Linked DNA regions of Mus musculus: region 1 is linked to region 2. The links are chromatin contacts, called in public HiChIP or PLAC-seq maps. All regions are on one chromosome and are shown on one strand. Each heading gives the region's core, a stretch centred on a gene start, on an enhancer-like site or on the middle of the called end of the contact. The rest is flanking DNA. Distances are from core to core; before and after follow the strand shown. Region 1 holds the start of Clu (clusterin). Region 2 overlaps Nuggc (nuclear GTPase, germinal center associated).

The links. HiChIP or PLAC-seq counts read pairs in DNA pulled down with a chosen protein or histone mark.
Region 1: a contact with region 2 is called in an H3K27ac HiChIP or PLAC-seq map of embryonic stem cells, with 3 times the contacts expected there. The contact joins the promoter of Clu here to the enhancer-like site in region 2. A contact is called at or near these places in 10 of 39 promoter capture datasets (the 3T3-L1 cell line, HPC-7-derived erythroid cells, cranial neural crest and 5 more), 1 of 15 datasets of contacts at CTCF or cohesin (embryonic stem cells), 4 of 115 datasets of contacts at active chromatin or transcription factors (embryonic stem cells and pancreatic cancer cells) and 2 of 9 other capture datasets (adipose tissue and embryonic stem cells).

What each region holds. Positions count from the first base shown.
Region 1 is chr14:65,965,989-65,969,933 of GRCm38.p6, reverse strand. Clu (clusterin) reads right to left here and starts at 1,451. Exons shown (of 9, transcript NM_013492.3): 1 at 1,246-1,451.
Region 2 is chr14:65,622,902-65,626,813 of GRCm38.p6, reverse strand. It overlaps Nuggc (nuclear GTPase, germinal center associated), which reads right to left. Exons shown (of 19, transcript NM_001195674.2): 11 at 3,548-3,653; 12 at 2,662-2,795. Among named protein-coding and RNA genes, the nearest start is that of Gm30245, 5.6 kb to the right of the region's middle. Within about 2 kb of position 2,128, at least 48 of the 459 cell types and tissues checked have an H3K27ac peak or open chromatin away from gene starts, as enhancers often do. A contact at or near this core is called in embryonic stem cells and pre-B cells, where this site is marked.

The DNA.
Region 1 (3,945 bases), core at 202-2,701, 340 kb before region 2:
GTTTCTTTATCTGTAAAATGGACCTGATACAGACCTCAAAGAAGCGATCCTCTATTCAGTAAAGCTAAGAACAGACTCCCTCTAGGTCTGCTGGTAATATGGACTCCGGGTCAGAATCTGCTAGTCTCCCAAGTTTCCCGGCGCTGTGGTGTTGTTGTTCCAAGGACAACGCTGCTCAGTTCAGCCCGCTGCCTTCCCTCTACACTGACTTACTTCCTGTCTTCTTTTGGAGGCTGGCCTACTGCCTGGCTGCCAACTACCCTGGGTGCATCAGCCCCACCAGGGCCAAGGACCTCCTTATCTAGTAGGAAAACATAGCCTCTCCCATTGTGGCGTATTTTCTCCATTTTTTTCCAATGCATTTTTATAAACCATCCCTTCATAGGTCCTGTTTTTAAATATTTTTAAAAGTCACACATTTGCTGCTGCCTAATATTCCATTGATTGACTACCATTTGCAGTTTGTTTTACTATTCTCACAGGGTCGGGCACTAAATTGTATGATCCTGTTAAGAGAACTTGTATAGACTCTTGAATTCCTAACTTCTTCCTTTAAAAACAGCACCAGCACCATTTTTAAAACTGGGCCCAGAAATTCTGGAAAAGCCAAAGGGCTTCAGTTTCTTATTCATATAACGTTTGGAGGCTGAGCCTCTAATGGTCTCCAGGCCTCAGATTACCATCTATAAAGTGATCCGGTGGGATCAGACGTCTCGGCCTGGTGGAGCATTTCTCTAAAGAACTGGATGAATGCAGTCAGCTCAGCAAAACGGGTCTGGATGTCTGCAGCACGTCTTTAAATACACAACATCTTATTTATTATGCGCTGTCCCAGGAACTGAAAGGGAGGTCCAAATGCAATGACTCATGCCCAAAAGACAACAGCCACTACAGAGATCCGCACCTAGTCGCGGCGCTGAGCCACTCGCACCCCTGCGCCTCCCGCATCGTACGGCAGGCTTCAAGCCTCAGTTTCCCCATTTTTGCAAAAGGAAGATCTTTGTATGTGGCCTATTGAACAGCTGTGAAATTGTGATCCGGATTAAAGAACACGGAGACTCCCGTGTCTGAGCCAGCGTGCACCCCCTACCCAACCCCATGCTCGGCTGTCTGGTGATGGGGCTCTAGTCACCTCCCACTTCCCCACGGCTGCGCCAGCTTTCCACCTAGCTGCTACCCTTGCCCTCCCATCCCTGCCGGTGTGGCTTCAGCGGCGCTGGGGTAGGAAAGGTGCAGCTGTCTCACCGGTCTGCGGCTTGGCTCCAGTGCGCTCCTCCTGGTGACGCGGGTGGTGAGCACCGGGGAAGCGCCCTATTTATAGCGCTCTGCTCAAGTACACCCCCTTTGGGGCTGGCTGCAAACCTGCGTGACTCACGCCCAGAGAATGCCGGAGAATGCACCAGGAGCTTTCTGGAAGCCTAGAGGTGGGGGTAAGAGGCGCAGCACCCAGCGGGGGGCACCAGGGGGCGCATGGGCATCACAAATGACCGCATTGGTTGCTGTAGGGCCCCTAAATTGGTGGCTCTAATCCCTGAGAGCTACCAAAAACCTCTCAATCAGGCCCCAACAGAAGAGTCTTAGAGGACAAGGAATCCACACACTACACTGGCCTGCTTCCAGCCCAGAACTGGCACAGGATTCCACCGCCCGACGCCCACCTTATTGCATGTTCATCTTCCACATCCTTCCACATCGTTCACTCCTTTTCTTTGCTCCCATTTTAATGGGAGAGTAACAGAAACATAGAAGATGGCGTAGGCATTGTGCTAGGGAAGAGTATACACGAAGTACTTGGCTCCCTAAACGCTGCACTGGGCTGCTTGCTGGTCCCTTGGCAGACAGATGGAGGAAACAGAAGCGGGTTAAGAATGAGACAATGATACATCAGTAATCCCGAAGGCCTCTGCTGTCCCTGAATTCGTAAAGCCTAAGCATGGCTCCCACGCACTTGGGACCCAGTCAAGCAGGGTGGGCTTCACTGCCTCTGGACCTAGGACCCTCACACCTGTTTTCAAGTATACTACCCCATTTTCTTAGGTGATAGAGCCAATGGTAAGGTGTCTATGTTTCTGTAAATAACTGCTCACCGCATGCTCCTGTGGGCAACACTAATGAAATTTATGAGAGGAAGAGAGAGAGAAGAGATAATGGGAGGAAGAAGAGGACAAAGAGGACACGAAAGAGAAATGAAGGAGGGGAATATATATATATGACTATGCCATTCTTAAACTCATTATGTATAATTAATATATACTAATTCAATTTTTTAAACAAAAACTACTTTGTCCCAGACTTGGAACTCACACTGGTTTCTGAACAAGGAGCCTATGGTGGAAGTTCTCCGTGGAGCCCTGCTGCTGAGTAGCTGGGTCTGTGACCAGAGGTGCTGAGAGGCACCCTAGCTGCTTTTTGCTGAGAACAGGGACACCTGTTATGGGCATCTCTGGGAAGAAGGGACAACCTAGAAGCCCCCACCATGCTACTTCTCGGGGGAGAAGCTGAGCTTCCCACTCTGAACCCTGGAACATCCGTGTATCAAATCCCAGCACTCGGGAGGCAGAGGCAGGCGGATTTCTGAGTTCGAGGCCAGCCTGGTCTACAAAGTTAAGTTCCAGGACAGCCAGAGCTACACAGAGAAGCCCTGTCTCGAAAAACCGAGAGAGAGAGAGAGAGAGAGAGAGAGAGAGAGAGAGAGAGAGAGAGAGAGAGCCTGGCATCCCCCTCAAGCTGTCGAGGAACCAATGTAGGTAACACAGTTTGGGTGGCAGGCCTTGAAAACTATGTAAAAGAAACAGACTTGAAGGAGAAATGTGTGGTCGAGGTCTGTTTCCCGTTCAGATCTTTAAAGGAGCAGCCATAGGGCCAGATTTCCATTTGCTCAAGGCCCAGAGACTATGGTGATTTGGTACTTTCCCAAAAGGCAGCCTACAGGAAATGTCTAGGAATGGTCAGAACTGGGCTAAGGCTGGCTACAGTCCCAGCTGTTCCCTGAGGCACCCAGTGCCTTTAGACAAACCACTCTGCCCTTGGGCCTTAGTTTCTTCCGTCTGGGAAAGATGAATCTGAAATGAGTCCTCACTAAGGCTTTCTTTAGCCTAACCTGATTCAATGCCAAGTCTGGGAAGATAACTAACCAGAAAAACAGAGTCAACAGAAACTTGGAGGAATGTTCCCCCCACCCCACCCCCAAATCTTCTTTTTGTTTTCTTTATAAAGAAAAATAAAAAGAAAGAATTATCAGTAATAGCTACATTTTCTATGGACACCGATGTCCTTGTAATGTTTTTCTGATAGCAGTTCCCTCCCTGTTGCCTGTCATGGGCACAGGGTACAATAGCAAAGTCTCTAAAAGTTCTCCTTTGGAGATTAGGCAGGAAGATGTGCCTTAGTCAGCAGAAGTAGGGGATCCGGGGAGAGGGAGATAAGGAGTCCCCTGCCACAGTTACAAGTGTCCACTTTTCTCCTGTTCCCAAGCACACGAGGTTTGGGAACTCAGCCTTGAGCAAACGGACACAAATCTTGAATGCACCTCTTGATTCACGTGTGTGCCCGTGGGCATGTGTGTGCACTTGCATACATGTGCACGTGTGAGACCACAGGACAACCTCAGGTGTTCCTCCAAAGGTGCCTTCCAACTGTTCGTACCTTAGGCAGGCTCTCTCACTGGCATGGAACTCACCAGCTGTACAACAATCCATAAGATCCTGTGCCTGCCTTCCCAGCTCTGGGGTTATAACTATAGGCCACGTTTTAGACGGGTACCAGGGATCCAACTCAGATCCTGAGCTTCTGCCTTACCCACCACCTCATCTCCCACCCTGAGTTTCCAGTATAAGACCTGGTTGACCCTCTTCCTACTTGTATATCAGCAACTCCTCAACCCCCAGGAGTTCTCCTACTTCTATTTGGATGTTCCCAACCTGAGAACTGGGTATTTTCCTTGCA
Region 2 (3,912 bases), core at 879-3,378:
CCCAGGGGCCTTCTTAACTTACACTCTGCTCAGACAGAGTGTGAGATAACCCTCTGGCGGTCCTAATATATAAACAGGCAGATTGTGAGACAACCCTGGGGCCTTCCTAATTTACAGTAGCACAGGCAGACTGTGAAACAAACCAGGGGCCTTCCTAACTTACACCCTGCTCAGGCAGAGTGTGAGACAACCCTGGGGCCTTCCTAACTTACAGTGCACAGGCAGACTGTGAGACAACCCAGGGGCCTTCCTAACTTACACGCTTCTCAGGCAGAGTTTGAGACAAACCTGGGGCCTTCCTTCCTTCCAACTGGACAGGCAGAGTATGAGACACCCCTGGGATCTTCCTAACTTACTCCATCTCAGGCAGAGTGTGAGACAACCCAGGGACCTTCCAAAATTACACTTGCTCAGGCAGAGTGTGAGACAACCTTGGGGCCTTCATAACTTACAGTTGCACAGGCAGACTGTGAGACAACCCAGGGACTTCCTACTTACACTCTGGTCAGGCAGAGTGTGAGAAAACCCTGAGGCCTTATTAACTTACTCCTGCTCAGGCAGAGTGTGAGACAACCCTGAGGCATTCCTAACTTACACCTGCATATGCAGAGTGTGAGACAACCCTGGGGCCTTCCTAAATTACAGTTGCACAGGAAGACTGTGAGACAACCCAGGGGCCTTCCTAACTTATACTCTGCCCAGGCAGAGTATTAGATAACCCTGGGGGCTTCCAAACTTACACCTGCACAGGCATAGTGTGAGACAACCCAGGGGCCTTCCTAAATAATACTCTAATCAGGCAGAGTATTAGACACCCCTGGGGGCTTCCTAACTTACTCCTGCACAGGCATAGTGTGAGACAACCCAGGGGCCTTCCTAACTTATACTCTAATCAGGCAGAGTATTAGACAACCCTGGGCCTTCCTAACTTACACCTGCACAGGCAGAGTGAGAGACAACCCAGGGGTCTTCCTAACTTACAGTTGCACAGGCAGACTCTGAGACAACCCAGGGGACTTTCTAACTTACACTCTGCTCATGTTTCGTTTGAGACAACACTGGGACCTTCCTAACTTACTCCTGCTCAGGCAGAGTGTGAGACAACCCTGGGCCTTCCTAACTTACAGTTGTACAGGCAGATTCTGAGACAACCCAGAGACCTTCCTAAATCATACTCTAATCAGGCAGAGTATTAGACAACCCTGGGCCTTCCTAACTTACACCTGCACAGGCAGAGTGAGAGACAACCCAGGGGCCTTCCTACCTTACTCCTGCTCAGGCAGAGTGTGAGACAACCCTGGGGCCTTCCAAACTTTCAGTTGCACAGGCAGAGTCTGAGACAACCCAGAGACCTTCCTAAATCATACTCTAATCAGGCAGAGTATTAGACAACCCTGGGCCTTCCTAACTTACACCTGCACAGGCAGAGTGAGAGACAACCCAGGGGCCTTCCTACCTTACTCCTGCTCAGGCAAAGTGTGAGACAACCCTGGGGCCTTCCTATCTTACTCCTGATCAGGCAGAGTGTGAGACAACCCTGGGGCCTTCCTAACTTACTCCTGCTCAGGCAGAGTGTGAGACAACCCTGGGGCCTTCCAAACTTTCAGTTGCACAGGCAGAGTCTGAGACAACCCAGAGACCTTCCTAAATCATACTCTAATCAGGCAGAGTATTAGACAACCCTGGGCCTTCCTAACTTACACCTGCACAGGCAGAGTGAGAGACAACCCAGGGGTCTTCCTAACTTACAGTTGCACAGGCAGACTCTGAGACAACCCAGGGGACTTTCTAACTCATACTCTGCTCATGTTTTGTTTGAGACAACACTGGGACCTTCCTAACTTACTCCTGCTCAGGCAGAGTGTGAGACAACCCTGGGGCCTTCCAAACTTACAGTTGTACAGGCAGAGTCTGAGACAACCCAGAGACCTTCCTAAATCATACTCTAATCAGGCAGAGTATTAGACAACCCTGGGGCCTTCCTAACTTACACCTGCACAGGCAGAGTGAGAGACAACCCAGGGGCCTTCCTAACTTACAGTTTTACAGGCAGAGTATGAGATAACCCTGGGGACCTACTAACATACTACTGCTCAGGCAGAGTGTGAGACTACCCTGGGGCCTCCCTTCCTTACACCTGCCCAGGCAGAGTGTGAGACAATGCAGGGCCCTTCCCAACTTACTCTGCTCAGGCAGAGTGTGAGACGACCCTGGGACCTTCCTAACTTACACCCTGCTCAGGCAGAGTGTGAGACAACCCTGGGGGCTTCCTAACTTTCTCCTGCTCAGGCAGAGTGTGAGACAACCCTGGGGCCTTCCTAACTTACTCCTGCTCAGGCAGAGTGTGAGACGACCCTGGGGCCTTCCTAACTTACACCCTGCACAGGCAGAGTGTGAGACAACCCTGGGGCCTTCCTAACATAATCCTGCTCAGGCAGAGTGTGAGACAACCCTGGGGCCTTCCTAACTTACAGTTGCACAGGCAGAGTGTGAGACAACCCAGGAGCCTTCCTAACTTACACTCTGATCAAGCAGAGTGAGACAAACCTAGGGCCTTTCTAACTTTACACCTGCACAGGCAGAGTGTGAGACAACACTGGGGCCTTCCTAACTAACAGTTTCACAGGCAGAGTATGAGACAACCCAGGGGGCCTTCCTTACCAGCAGGCTTTCCTCCGTGTTTAACGTGTCTGTGAGAAGCAATAGGCCAAAGGCTTCTGTGACGTACTTGGTCACCAGCCTCCTCTTCTTGTCCAAGATCCTTTTCCTAATATATTCTCTTAACTTGGGGATCTCTGCAATTCAAAACCAGCACAAATAATATCGAAACATTTGTCACAATAGAATTCATAAAGGAAGTCAATGAAACAGTTGCCCTGAGTTGGGGAACTTGTTGTACTTCTGCTTTAAGCATCATTCATTCACCCATATGTACATCTGTTAAGACCTGTGCAGCCATAGTCCCTGTTAGTCTTAGGCTAAAACCCAACTTAAACCCTCATCTAGTTACCAAGAGCACTCAGATACGCATGGGTCTCAAGATTCTCAGCTTTCCTTTGTGCTCAGGGCCAAGACACTCTCAGTCTGGTTTTCCCTTTCATCTTTGCACATGGGGATTATTGGCTCTTCATTTAGACTCAAAAATATTCAGAGAAAGGAACCATGGCCTTCTATTTTCTCCGCCTCCCAGAAACACATGTGATATACATCTGTTAACGATGCCTGATGCTAATAGCTGGGTACTGAAGAATCACAAGCCACACACCAAGGAAATGACAACCCAATGCCTTGACTTTTACTCTTACTAACTCTGGTAAAATTTGGATGAGAGAAAAATTTTGGTCTCAGACACACAATGCAAGGAGGAAAAAAGTGATTATATGTGCACACAGACACGCAGCACAAAATACATGCTCATAGGTATAAACACTGTAGTTAAGTGGGAATAAAACTTTGCTACGGCAAGAGAATTTCTAGAGCAGGGTGCTTAGAGCGCCAAGCCTATTCTTTCAGATGTTAGTGTTTGAGGTTAAAAAATAGAAATTACCACTTTCTTCCTCAGTCAGGATGGTCCGCTGCCAGTACTCATGGGCACTGACCGTGTACACCAGATCTGAGGCTTCCAGAACCTTGGAGTCAGCTGGCAGTTTTCTCTGCAGCAGGGGAGACATGTAGAGAGCAGAATAGGTCAAGTGTGGGCAAAGAAGCACCACAGAAGCCCCAAGGGAACTCTCAGCAAACTCACTGAGTGCCTTAGGGAGCAGATATGAAGTGTGTGTGTGTGTGTGTGTGTGTGTGTGTGTGTGTGTGTGTGTGTGTGTGTGTGCGTGCGTGCGTGTGTGTACACGCACTTGTGCACAAACACATGCATGTCGAGGTCAGGGGTCGACGTTAAATATGTTCCTTAATTAC